Linked DNA regions of Dromaius novaehollandiae: region 2 is linked to region 1. The links are chromatin contacts, called in public Hi-C maps. All regions are on one chromosome and are shown on one strand. Each heading gives the region's core, a stretch centred on a gene start, on an enhancer-like site or on the middle of the called end of the contact. The rest is flanking DNA. Distances are from core to core; before and after follow the strand shown.

Region 1 (7,055 bases), core at 1,589-4,088:
AGAACATTTATAATTATTATGTAGTTGACATCTCAGAGCATTAAAGGAGACTTTCTGTCTGGAAGATTGTGTTTTATATGTAGGAAAACATAAAAATTGATAGCATGCCTCACAACAGAATATTTAGATTAAATAAACCTTATTCATATAACTCAGACCAGTCATCATGCTACACCTAATAGGATAGGTCAGATGAAACCCACAAGCTATTTTGGGCTTGAGATTCAACTTTTGGTCTTACAAGTTCTGATGGAGAACAAAATCCTTCAGAAAGACCACTTCCAAACTTTGTGACTCAGTCTTCAGCATACATTGTCTCTGATGCCTAGAGCATGAATATACCATCTTGCTTTACTTAATGAATTGCCTCAGCAGAGCCCAAACTGCCAGGACCACGGGAGCCTGGCCACTACCATTAAGAGGGAAGAAGCCTTTAGATCACATCAGTCTTTCTGATAAGGTGAAAGTGGTGGAGATTTGTAGAGGAATGTTAATCAGTTAATGGATAAAGAGAAAAATCCATAGTAATATTATAGACAAAATTTATGTTGTCTGACAATTAATCTGTGTGCAAATTGAGTAAGTAATTCACAGAAAATGTTACTCATGAACAAGTATCACTATAGGTCAATCTGTCTCCTTCACCTCTTTATTTCATCAGAACAAGAATATATTTCTTGTCTTTTCTTCTAAGGTAATTCCCAACTATTTTTTGTCTCTCTAGTCCATGATCTCGTAGAAACCCTGGAAGTGGTCTGACTTCTGTCTTCGGGCCCAGGTATGTGCTGCAGCTCCTCTTATCAGCTTCTCTGGCTGCAATGTGCCTCCAGCAGACCTGGGACTCCACGAAGGACTGGAGGTGGATCCCAGGAAGGTACCTTACTGCATAGCTTCTCCTCCCTAGGAGGAAAACAGCTGACTCTCTTAACGTGTTTGAATTGTTGAATCAGTTGCCATCTTCTAGACAGTTTAATATTTTATTTAGATATGAAGAGTTTGTAATACTGTTGTAAAGATACATTGTGTGTGTGGTCATCCATATTTAACAACTTCTGTGCTTTAGTGACACAATAAATAATGCTATATTTTGATGATGAAAGTTGATGATCTGTCTACTTACAAACATGCCTTCTGAATGGATCCATGTAATGATTGTTCTCACCAGGCCTCCTGGGTCTGCTTATAGGAAAAAATTGATTTTTATAAACTGAAAGAGGTCAAAAGGTTATACACATAATAGAGAGGAGAAAACACAGCTCAGCAGGGACTGCTGCTCACAGAACTGAAAACTATTTCCTTTACCACTAGAAATATTTTAACATGCAATTAAAAAGTAAACTATTTTACTGAGAAATAATAAAATTCTTAAAATTTTCACATTTCTAGCAGTCAAATAAAATGCACTTAAAGCCTTCTAGAGGAACTCAGTCTTTTTTAAATTGGATAAGACACTGTCAGCAGATAGTATCTAGTGTTGCTAAAGGGTTATGAAGAAGTAAATGGAGTGATAGAGTAAAATGGTATGTAAGCAAAGCATGCATTCTCATAAAAGAAAGTTCTCTTTAAAAACTTCAGATATATTTTTAAATTAATCAATTATTCAAATTTTAGTAATATTTTATTTAAATATCCATCCTGTATTAAATTCTTAACACTGAGAAAATTCTATACGAAATGAGTCTTCTAGTCTCATATCTTTATTTGTGAAATCAAGCTGCAAAATAAACAAACACACAACTTTATTATATGAATAGAATGGTGGACCTGTGTGGATGAAGCTACTGGGACAAAAATGTGTGTATCCAGAGTCCTATTCATGTCCACATTACATCCTGCCTCACTGCATACGTCCCCTTCAGCATCAGTTATCTTCTAGACTGGTCAACTCAAAGGATTCTTCAACCCAGCAAACCTCTCTCCTCCTGGCCATCACAGGTTAAGAACATTCACTTTCTTCAAAGACTTCCTCCGTTGTCTCTCCAGTAGTGACTTCTTCACTGCTGTCTGATATGCTTGCTCGTGGACAAGATGGCAGAGCACAGCCTAACCCTGGGCAGTTCTCTCTCCTGTTCTTCACCAATGCCTGCTGGAGGTGCCCATTCCAGGGCTCAATTACTTTCTGGCACAAGATGTTGCTGCCAAGGTGCTGTGTTTTCTGTTTCTGTGGACATTTCCTAAGGTATTTGATGTTTTCTCCAAGGAAGCAGAGCTTACAGCCAAAGGGATCTGCCAGCAGGAAACGGGACCATTGCTTTTGGAGTTCTGCTTTCACCTGTGAGAACAAAGAAATAGTTGGTCCACGGTCATTCAGCCAGCTCAGCTGACCACCCTGCAGTCTGTTTATCCAAATGCTAGTTACAAAATGAGTAGGATTGTGGAGGTGCTGAGCTTCCCGACCCTTGTGGTGCATGTCACAACTGCTGAGTTCCTTGTAGGATAGAAACAGAAGGCTTGTTTGCCCCAAGTCAGCCCTTGGAAGCTGGTCCCATAGCCCCCCCCCCCCCCCCCCTTTTCACTATAAGGTAGTAAAGCCATTTGTAGCCCCTTACTGTCTGTAATTTTATATACTGCGATCATAATGTTGAGGTTTTGGAAGAGCTCAAGTTCTTCATGAACTTCAATGTTTATAGCCTGATGAAGTGAGGAGGAGGAAAGCCGACGGGCTGGGGAAGCGAGGGCCGTTCTGCTTTGCCTGAGTGTTATGCTTGGATATCTGGTTTGTTTTGTTAAAGCTTTTTATTTGGCAGCCTGCCTGTAATCTGCAGCACTGAGTAGCCTGCTACGTGCGTGGCCCCAGGGTCAGCACTGCAGACGGAGGGCAGGCTCTGGAGCCAGCACAAAGGAACAGGACTTGCCCTTGCTTTGAACAGGAGCAATATTCCCCTTGGCCTGAGAAAGCTCAGTGGAACAAGGAGCTAGAAGGCCAAAAGAGCAACTTTTAACTGCTGATGAGAGATATTAGTAAATCTCTGTTGTTCATAAATGTTAGAGAATTACTCCAGTACTGCAGGCAGCTGCCAGTTCTCTTGTTTCATTTAAGTCGTTAAGTAATTGCCTTAGGTTTCTTTGTTAAATATTAGGAGTTAATGCCCTGCCTCTAATACAGCGCCCGTCTCATTTGTTTCCCTGGTGCCTTTAAGAAGAAGGGGTCCAAATTCATGTATTTGTTAGTGAAGTATTTCTGTACATGTGTATTATGTATTTTGTCAGCTGGCTGTGCCAGGATGTTGAATATTACTGATATACAGTAAGTGTCTGCTTATTGCAAGTAGTGAAGATCTGCACTGTGAATGTGCACAGACAGGGGCTAAACCTTGCTGCAGGGAACAGGGAGGCTTCTGTATGTAACAGAAGCTCTGTTTATTGGAAAACTAGTGGATTTACATAGAACATGCATTAAAAAAATATTATTATTATGTTTTTTCACTCAAGTTCTTAGAGGAGAAGTGGGAAGCTATTGGGAAAAGAATTTCATAATGTAATTATAAATATAAATACGTACTATCTATTTATCTGTCTGTCTATGTAGCTATCTGTCTATGACTAACTATAAATATAAATGTATGCAAGGGTCTTAGCAGAGTTTGCCCTGGTAGTTTCTGGTTTCCAAGGGTGATTTTGCACTTCTCTAGTCTGTGATACAAATATTATGTTTAATTTCCCATATTTCAGAAATATCTTTTCAGTTTCAAATGGCTATTCTCAGCTGCTGTTAACATTGCTATATTCAAGTGTTTGCAGTGAAACTTTCCATGCACCTGGCTCTGTCTCAAGGAATACCTTTCCTTTTTTAAAGACTTTGAGCCAAAACTTTAGCAGTTTCTGAAAATGGGATCAGTCAAAAATTGGTTGTTTTGCGCTTGTTCAAAAACCTATTTCCAACATTTTTGTAAAGCCTGAAATTGCACAAGCTCATGTTTTAAGAACTTGATTGTTAAACTTTGATTTTTTTTTTAGGTCAGGCTGCATTCTCAGTTTTTGTAAGCACAGAGAAGAATCCCATAACTGTTTCTAAGAACAATTCAAATAAAAATAAGTCTTATTTATAAACATTTTCCAGACAATTTAATAAACATTTAATGAATACCTTCACTGTGTGAAGTATGACACTGAAATACTCAGTACCTGGCTAGGATTTCTATCTTCCAAATATGAAGGTAGAAAATCACCTTTCATTGACCCCTTTTCCAATTTTTCCAGATGAATGGAAGAAAATCATCAATGTTACCTTTGATTTAATATTTCTTGTATTTTATTTCTTTATTGTTCTCTGTCATGTATGCTTTCTGATCCCATTGTCTCCTCTATCTGCACATAGAGGATGTCTACACTGCAGTCACAGGCTTGCCTGAAGAACAGTGTTAAAAGAGTTAAATTAGCTTCCAACAGGTGATGTCAGGTATTGGTACCTGTCTTGAAATGGATGAAAGGTGATCAGCTGTATTAATCTACCCAAGAAAGATTCATAATTCTTCCTTTTGTGTCCTTAAATGCTAATTTTTTAGAGTTGCACCAGATTTTTGTTTCTGAACTGTCCCTGGAGATGAGAGACTAATCTAAATAACCTTAAGACGGACAGCTATGTTGAGTCTACTGCATTGTCCTTTCCTTTCCACTGACTACATTAATTACATTTCCATTAGCCTTAATGGGCACTGACATACCCGGTTCACATGGAGAGGTGCATGTTGAATTTAGGCAGTTGTCTCATAGATGTTCAGTTGTTTCAATAGATATTCGGTTTCATTTTAAAACTTGAAGTTCAACTGAAAGCAGGGAGCTGTGATTAATCCCAACATTAGAATATCTGCTTTTTCACCATTTCCAAATGTTCTAACTTGTCTTCTTCAAATCTTAGATTAAGTTTAATAAGCTTTGTCAATAAGTAGTTTTTTATTTGGGAAAAGAAGGAAACCTTTAGAGGGAAAAACTGTAAAAAACTGAAACTAAAAACCCATCCTTCTTTCTCTGCAAGAACATCTTTCTGTTTGGAGACCCATCAAAACTGACTTTACGCCACAATCCTCTTTTGTTTAAAATAAAATAAAAACAATCAGAGAGGAAGCACTGTATTGCTGTTTCCTGGGCAGCTCTATGCATGTATGATTAGACTGGAAAAGAATGATGGCACCTTGTTTTTACACATATTATTATTATCCAGAAATTTCAGGCTACTTCAAAAAGGAAGTCAATATCAAAGTTTGATGGTGGCTGGTACCAGAATAAGATGAATCATTTCTTAAAATCACTCTGGGCTCCACTATTAACTGAACAGGACCTCAAGCGGCTAGCTTAGATGCACACACACTGTATTACAGGCATTTATGGCGAATGTGATTCAGGTACATACACACAGGCACATAGTGCTGTCTGAGATGCTTTGGGTTATCTCTTCTAGCCTTCAGATGTCAGTCTAGAAGAGTATTGCAGACCTGCTATTGCTGAAGGCAAAACAATTACTCTGAGGAAGTTACACCAAAGTAATTAAAACCACAATCCTACCCATAGAAGCAGTAGGTAGATCTAGATTGATGTGCCACCCTCTGGAAGTGCCCTTTTCTTCCCACTGAGTATAAGGGGAGTACAGACAACAGGCCAGACATGAAGTCTGGGATTCCATCTGATAAAAAAGTTGTATTTAGGTGGCTGAGCATAAGCCTATATGGGTATTATACACCCCAGGATATCCTGACCTGTAGGAGATGGATCTTGCTGCGCTCTTCGTACAAAACAATTACATAAGTTTAAAAGAATGCAGGTATGCTCTCAAATGACCAGTTCTAGCTGGCATTTTCATCATGTTTGGTGTCACTAATATATTTCACTAATCAAATAAAAACTTTTCTCATTGAGTCTCTTACCTCTCCATTAGCAAAGCAATATAAAATTGCTACGAAGAAACCCTGTAAGAGAAAGAGAAGACAAGGAAGAATGTTAGCTCGTACAGGAAATACCTATTTCTGAAGTCTTAATTTAAAGATCACATTAATATTAAAACCATAAATATAAGAAAAGCATTGCTTCCTTAATTTTCAAAGAGGAAACTAATTCGCTGTCTTCACCAGTTGCTGAAGTACCGATCAGCTTGTTTTTGTATGTTGCCTTAGCAAATGTGGGGCACATTTGCAGGTATTTTGGTGCAGATGCTGAAGAATGGAGACTATCCAACCCACTTAATCTTTATTTTGCTACTACATAAACATTTTTTCGAACAACCTCTGTTGCACAGCAAATGTTGCTATTTCTAGATCTGGTAAAACATCCAAAAATGCAGCTTGGGTTATGATATTAGTCATGCTTTTGTTTGAATTTGAGGATGCAACTACCCAAAGGAATGTCATTTTAGTAATTTTAAAAAAAGTTGATTTATTTTTGAGCCTCTATAAAAGGTGTTCTGACTTTTTTGAAATGTCATTTCTCCTTTTAAATTGATTTAAACAAACACAGGGTAAAAACAAAAAGGGTTTGAAAACCTAGGAATAAAACGTTTTAAGCCAACACAAACATTACCCTTCCCATTTTTCTCCTTTCTGTGTTTGATCTCAAACCAAAACAGCTTAAATATGTACATCTCAACCTAACAGTCTGCCACAGATTCACAAATTTATTGCAGTTGCTTCAGGAAATGCGTTTCCTTGGAGATGTCTAAACACATCTAAGACACAGGGTCTGATGAAGAGACTAAATACTGTAGAATATCAATCTCAAGGCAATGTTCATATCACAGGGAAAAGGTGTCATAATCAGATGAAATAATGTTGACATCATTGAACTGTTTTCACACTCACACTTTTCTGGAACTCTTTCTGTTTTTCTTAGACAAAGGATTAAAAAGGAATTCAGGTAGGCAGCAGCTTCAGTATTTCTCTATTTTATCTAGTGTTAACCTGTAGCATTTAGAACCTGGAATTCTACCTCTACATTTACCACTGATGTACCCATTAATTTATTCTTCTGAATTGTTTCACAGAAAGATGTAAGAAATATTACTAATTATTGTGGGCATTAGAGTTTATAATGATATATTGACATGGGTATAAATTCTGGAGTAGTAG
Region 2 (7,055 bases), core at 2,729-5,228, 130 kb after region 1:
TGATAAACTATTAAATATTTTTTCTTGTTCCCTGTTGCTCACTGCCTTTTCTGTTACAGTGTTCAAGCCCCAGTTGGGAAACAATTCACTTCCTCCCAAGGTTTTCTGTGATAGTTCCTTCTAGAGCATCTAAAAGCTTCAGAAATGGTAATGAATTCATTTTCACAATACTGCAGTAAATGAAGGGATGTTATCTCTCTGACTCCCTTCATGTGTTAGGGGGGAAAAAAAAGCTGTAGTGCAGAGGACTGCAGCCCTGGTACTTTGAGCTTTTGAATGCTTGACTTCACCTTTACTGAAGTTATTCTAATGTCTGCATTTGGTGTATTCCTGCAATGAACTTCCTCCTCTCTGCCAGCAGAAGTCTTGGCACACTGCAGCAGCCTGATGCTGCTGTGTCCTCAGCAGGCTTGCAGTCAACCTGGCACGCTGCCCTGCTCTGCAGAGGCAGGACACAAGGGTCCTGGAGGACTGCAGGCTCAGGGAAGTGTTTTCATGTGCCCTGGTGAGCATCCCCTTCCTTCCCTCTCTTCTTCCTCCTTTCCTGCCCCAGTCCTCTCATGCGCCCTGCTCTCCATGTCCCAGTTCACGTATTCTCAGCTTGTCCACAGTGCCGCTGGGCTCATGCATTTCACCCACCTACTTCCTGGCCAGATCCTGCTGCATGGTTCCTTGATTTGGACTCTTTGCTCCTTTTCTTAAAGGTTTTTTTTTTTTATCCCCCCCCCCCCCCCCCCCCGCTTTTCTTCAGCGCATGACCAACCTTTAGGTACCCCCAATAAATCAGCTCTCAGCACCAGTAATTTAATTAAGTGGAGAAAACTTCTGGGCAGGTTTCATTGAGCAAAATATTTTTTCCATGAGTGTGATTCCTGGAAAGAGCCAAACTACACAGCCTAGCAGAGGGACACAGATGATAAAACACTTCACCCAGATGCTTTGACGCCTGGCAAAGCTGTAAGCAGTGGGTGAGAGTCTTGCACTGAGCAGTGGCCTGAGCCCCTGGCAGCACCTGGCCCTGCCTGAGAGGTGGCAGGCACAGGGCAGCACCTCAGTGCTTCAGAAACTTTCCCCCTTCTGCCTTCTCAGCTGTTTCTGCCCAGATCTTTGCCCTGATCCCATGGCTTCTTCTGGATGGCCCTTGCTCCTCAGGGGAGGCCCAGCTGTCAGGACTCAAGACTTCAGTCAGGGTGAGCCCCTTTCCCAGGCCTGGTGACCTCACACAGCAAGAAGTAAAGAAGCTGCCTGCTCTCATGGGGACACCACTGTTCCATGTGTCCAGCATGTTTGTGACTTTTGTGTGTCTGACTCAACTGTGCGAGCCCTGGAGACAACCACAAGAATCTGCAAGGTCAGATGGAGCCCTGTGGAAGGAATACTTGCTTCCAGCTGATGATGTCTGTTGGTGCTAACTAGTCCTCAGAACAAGAGTGGCTTCCTTGTACTGTGTTGCAGCCCCTGGGGTTTGGACCAGGTGGTGTGCCAAATGCATTCAGACTGCAGCTGGTTCTGATTAAGTTTATTCTCTTGCTAGCCCCTGGGGAAGGTACATGTCCTAGCTCTCTGCAAAGTGGTGCTGTGGGATGGAGTGAAGCAATGTGTGCATGAGGCAGAGCACGCAGGCTTGCATTTCTGGGGAACAGGAGTGCTCAGGGGTGGCCACCCCTCCCACTCCCCATTTGCTGCACCTGGCTAGCTGAGACATGGCTGGCAACAGCCTGCAGAGATGTGTGTGCCAGGCTTGCTCCATTGAAATCACACCAGTGAGAGGAAGGACCAGTATTAATAGCCTGGATTCTGTCAGCAATTGACTTTAAGATTAAAGTTAACAGAGCCTGAATGTTCCTCTAACCTAGAGAAGCCTGGAGAGCAAATCAAACATGAGAACAGTGACTAGCAGATAACACCAGAATGATGCTGCAAGCACAAACGTGGGGCCCTTCTCTAGTGAACACCCACTCACGTGACTGCAGGGACATGTTTGAGGAACTGGGTAAGTAGATCCAGAAATGGTCATTCCAACCCCTGTTTCCCTCCTACCTCTCTGCTGAACTTCTTTTGTCTCCCCCCTGGAGCTTAGTGTCCCATTAGTCACCTAACTGTTGTGTTTATACTAAATGAGGCTCCTGCTCCCTTTCTGCATCTGGCTGGGCCATGCTGCTGGGCCAGCTAATGGTTAACCTAATTATCAGCTCTTTGTTATCAGATTTTTTGTTACACATTTGTCCAGTGCTTGTGCAATGGGGCAATGATTCAGAGCTTGAGACTTGTACTACAGGAATATGCAATTTACTTGAAAAAGTCCTTATTACAGGAAATATAGATCCAGAATTATGTTACTCTGAGTATCCTACAGAAGTGGCAGTTGTGACTCCATATGGCTCTGACCTCTGATGTGAGTTTCTATGTGTTAGACTCAACTTTGCCAAGAATTTAGGAGGATAAAACACTAATAAGTCACTGTGTTACTTAGCAGAATAGGGATATTATTGCATGAAATAATTGCTCTACAGAGTGTGAAAAGCTACAGCTTTGATCACCCTGAAAAAGTTTTGAGAGGGCATTCACTTTTGTTGTTTGACTTGTGGTGTAAAGCACCCCCCCCCATAGGCAGCTCTGACACATGCTAGAAGTTGAGCTCCCGATGTTTTCCAGCTGCACTGTAGATGCTACCTGAGCATGTGGGCCCCCTTAGTGGCCCCCTGGCTCTGTTTCTTGGGCCCTGGGATATGTCAGTTTGGGGAGGAGACCTGGCTGTACTGTGCATCCATTGCTTGAGAATCCAGGGAAAACTATACTGGAAGGGTGGTTGGTCGTATTGTGCACCTGTGACTTACCTGTAGAGCTCTGACATGTACATATATATTCAGTTGTGTTATATTTCTAGCTTTACTGTACTTCTAGCTTTCTTATAACCTCTTATCTCTAATAAATTCTCATGCTTGACAACTGATCTCTTGAGTTCAGTGCAAGTAACCCCAGAATCCAGAAGACTCCTGGGTGCCACTCTAGTGCCATGTCACAATACCCCAACCATTGATGGGACAAGTCTGAAACTTGCCTCCACTCTGAGCAGCATGTGGTCTTGGGGCCTCTCACCTAGCTGTCCTGGCTGAGAGCGTGTTCTTTCCTGCAACGAACCTCTTCTCTCAATTCCTTCCCTTAATGATGGGCTTGAACTTTGGGAAACCACTGAGAATGGTTGAGCCTCTCCCACTGCTGCTTCCACCCAGTGGGAGGAGTGCCAAGGCCACAGAAGGCAGGGACTGCAGAGGCTCCACAGGACAGGGGCTCCCTCTGCTTTCCTGCTACAGAGTCTGATTCTGGCGGTGTCTGGTTCCCTGCCCCGCAGTAGAAGAGGGGGTTTTCCTGCCTAGCTTTGGTGCCTTGGCTCCACTAACTAGCCTGCATCTGTAGGTTCCTCTTCTCATTCCCACAGCAAGGGCTAATCTCTTAATTCCTAAGTAAATACATTGTTCCTGGCTTTTCACAGAAGCCAAGCGCAACTCACTAAAATGACAGAATAACAGCAGTTGTGTGACCTAGATTCAACAAATTGCATTCTCTCATGTATCTTCAGGGACCTTGTCATGTCAAAATATTTGTTTTCTCTCTGCTTTTATTTTAGAATAAACTGAAAAAACAAGCTGTGTTTACAATGAGGTTATTGCATTATCTATTCTGTTACGCATTGACAGATGAAGTATAAAGTCACTCGGTCTGCTCTCCAGGGCTTCCCATCAGCTTTTTCTCAGCTGAGAGTGAGTGCTTCATGATTGCAGCTGGTTGCTTTATTGTTGGGTTTTCATCTTGTTACCAGAGCCACAACTCAGTCAACTTTCTCTAGCAGGGGAGGGAATGCACTCTGGATGAATTTACTTGCCTGGAAACTGGCTTTACTTGATTTTCTTTTTTTGGGGGGGAGGGGGCAGTGATTTCTTTTTCCAACTCTATAGAGAAGATAAAATTAGTCATAAAAACATCATAACGATATGTGAATGTTCCAGTAACCAGGCCCTGCAGCCACTTATTCTCTCTCATGCCCTGAAAACTTCATGTTCGTGGCAGGCCTAGACCTGGCTGGTCCTGCGCCATGCTGAAGCTGCCAGCACCTGTGTCATGCTTGGGGAAATGATGCCAGCAGGACGGGGGAAACAAGAGTTCCGCAACTGAGCAGCACAAGGTAGGCATGCAGAGAACTGTACTAACATATAACCCCCTTGAGAAATGGCAAGCAGTGAGCTGGACTGATCCCAGTGCCATGCCAAGCCCGGCATGTGCATGGGATCCCGGCTGCAGGAGTGGGGTCAGCTGAACCTGCCATGCTGCCAGACTGCTTGGATCTGTTCCAGCCACCCTGTGTTTGAGGTGGCTGAAAGACAAACCTGAGCAAGGTTGCTTTCCATTTACTCACCTGAATGCCAGTGGAAGGTGGCCGTAGAGACTGGTATCCAAAGATTTCTGCCCTTTCCAGGTCCTCTCAACACAGCTTCCCTTTATTTGACAAAGCAAAGCCTGGGAGATGGTGTAATTGTCATCTCTGTGACTGAGTAAAAAAAAAAAGTGCTCAAGTCTAAGAACAATATTGGCATTAGAACAAAAAACATTAAAAATACTAGTGTTTTGCCTGCTCTCCCTATTCCTGCGCTGTAAAGAGCAGTTGTGAGCAAGGGCTCTTAGCCGGGGTTTGTTGCTCCTTTGCAGTAATTATTGGGAGTACCTAGTTTTGTGATGCTGGTCTCTAGATCTGTTCTCACCCCTATAGCTGAGAGACTTTCATGTTCACCTGGAGGCAGTGCTGAGCACCACTGTGTGTCCTTGGCCTCCAAGTTTTCCTGAGCTCACTTACCTTTGTGAGGATGGTGAGGGAAAGTAATGTGTTTTTCTGTTATCTCTAGGTGAGTGACTTCATTTGCACATTTGGTTTCACAAACTGGGGAGAAAAAGCCTATGTTAAGAGCTGAGTGGTTTATTCCTGGGCAGTGTATGGGTACATTGAGCACAGAGAAGGGATCCCTTTTGTTATGAAATTATTTCCTGGGTCTTCCCTTTTAAGATGCTTCCATGGAAGAGCAGCTCTTACCTGGGTAATGTCCACAGAAGACCTGAGCTATGTGAGTGGAACAGAGGTCAACAAAGAGGCTCTAAGGAGAACTGAATGTGGTCCAATAGAAATATGCATATGATTTTTGGGGAATGGAACAAAAGGAAATGTGAACTTTAGTATCCTGGCTCAGTTCCTGATTGAATACATATGTTGCCTGTGTTGTGCTGCAGTTTCATGGTGCATCTGAGTTGGTTCAAACCTAGAAATCATTGAAATTCAGCATTGAAATAAGTGATTCCTGCATATAGTTTGCCTATTTCACAACTGTTTTTAATTATGCTCTAACTATGTGGCATTAAGTAACATAACTATTTGTCTGTTTTTACATATGAAAAATCTAAATACAATGCCTTTTGGCTAACCCCATTTGCCCCTCTTCCTTGTCCTTCAAAACCATGGGACTATTCAGATTTAATACTTGCCTGGGTCAGCTGTTGAATCTCATTTTTTCCCTGTGCTATTCCAATCAAAAAAGAAACCAGTTTAAAAGGCCAAATCTAGTTATATTTTTGTTTACTTTTATATAATGTTATAAAAATGGCCAACCACTAGGCTTTATATCACAGGCTGTTCCCTTTTCCCTTAAGTATGAGAGCTCTAGGTCCGTGTCCCTTGCCCAGGAGAGCCCCCTTAGACCAAGAGCATCTTGAATTGGTGTCTGGTGAGACCCCGATCCACCCTGCTGGCTCTAGCTGAATCCCCACATCCTGGTTATGAGCAACCATCTGCAAATGTCTCTGGAGATGATGCATGTCTGGGACCTAGCTTTTTGGCAGGTAGCAGTCTAGACATCTCTGAGCTGGAATTTTCATCAAACCCATAGAGTTTAAGAGCCCCTGTGGGGCCTTTGCTGCATGAATCTGTCTAATCCCAAATTAATTAATGGTTTATGGGTCATCACTGCTGTAGTGAAGGGCTCTTTTTTCAATTGCTTTCAGCATGCAGCACAAGGATGGCTTTGTGAACCCCACTTTCCTGCACTGCAGGGACAGGTGAGGTGACACTCCCTGGCTGGTTCCTCAGCACCATTCAGCATTTCATGGAGATCTTGAAGATGTCTGCTTTTCCAAGCCCTTCCTCCTGCAGCTCATTTCATCTTTGTTCCTCTCCCCATCTTTCCAAGTATTCTGTTTGAAATGAGATATGATCTGCATGTAGATGTGGGTACGCTGTAGATTTGCACAGCAGTATAACATTATTTTGTTCTCTATTTCCTTCCTAGTAATTCCTGATGTTTGATTTCATCTTGTGACTGCAGGTAGCACTGAGCTAAATTTTTGGCATGTGCACCCTAATTGCAACATTTGTCTCAAAGGGATAATAGTTGATTTAGACCTCACTGCTGTGCCAAGGGATGGTCAGATATCGTGTCGAGTCCTTGCTCCCTCCCTTCAGCTTTCTTTATCCATAAGTCCTCTTCTCCTACTCCTGTCACACACATTTGTCTGGAAAATGGGTAATCTTGCTATATGAATACTGCTACTAATAAAAAGGCAGTAATGGCTGTTATAGGTGGATCTCTATTTTTAGAGCAGGAAGAAAAAGTCAAATGGCTTCAAATCATTTTTCATTTGTTTGGCTCCTGCTTGGCAAGCGATCTTGTTCGAATAGTGAGGCTGTGAATTGCCAGGCTTGTACTGCCCAAAGTTACCAACTTGCTATATCCTTCTCTGAAACTCGCATCTTTTCTATGTGGCGCAAGCTGCAAGATTTCAGCTAAAATGTTAGCAGAAATGATAGCTAAAAGAAAACATGTGGTGTGCCAGTAAGTGAACATCCTGTGGGATTTAGGCTGTAATGTACTGGAGTCTGCCTGTGCCTTATGGAAAAACAATTGTCTTCACAGATGGGTAAAGTCTTTAGAAAGCTGAAAGTCAATGTTGGAGGAAGCAGTGTGAGTCTTCCGGCAGCCTCCCATGTATGGCAAATCAAGGGGAAAAAAATCTGT

Evidence for each region. Hi-C and Micro-C count contacts between places; a contact is called where the count stands out from the background.
Region 2: a contact with region 1 is called in a Hi-C map of liver, with 6 times the contacts expected there. The contact joins the promoter of LOC112985325 here to the enhancer-like site in region 1. A contact is called at or near these places in 2 of 4 Hi-C or Micro-C datasets (brain and liver).

What each region holds. Positions count from the first base shown.
Region 1 is chr18:6,968,088-6,975,142 of bDroNov1.hap1, forward strand. GLP2R (glucagon like peptide 2 receptor) reads right to left here. Exons shown (of 13, transcript XM_026113211.2): 12 at 5,862-5,903; 13 at 1,682-2,272. The coding sequence ends at 1,937. Among named protein-coding and RNA genes, the nearest start is that of GLP2R, 41 kb to the right of the region's middle. Within about 2 kb of position 2,839, at least 2 of the 2 cell types and tissues checked have open chromatin away from gene starts, as enhancers often do.
Region 2 is chr18:7,095,354-7,102,408 of bDroNov1.hap1, forward strand. LOC112985325 reads left to right here and starts at 3,979. Exons shown (of 7, transcript XM_026103869.2): 1 at 3,979-4,183.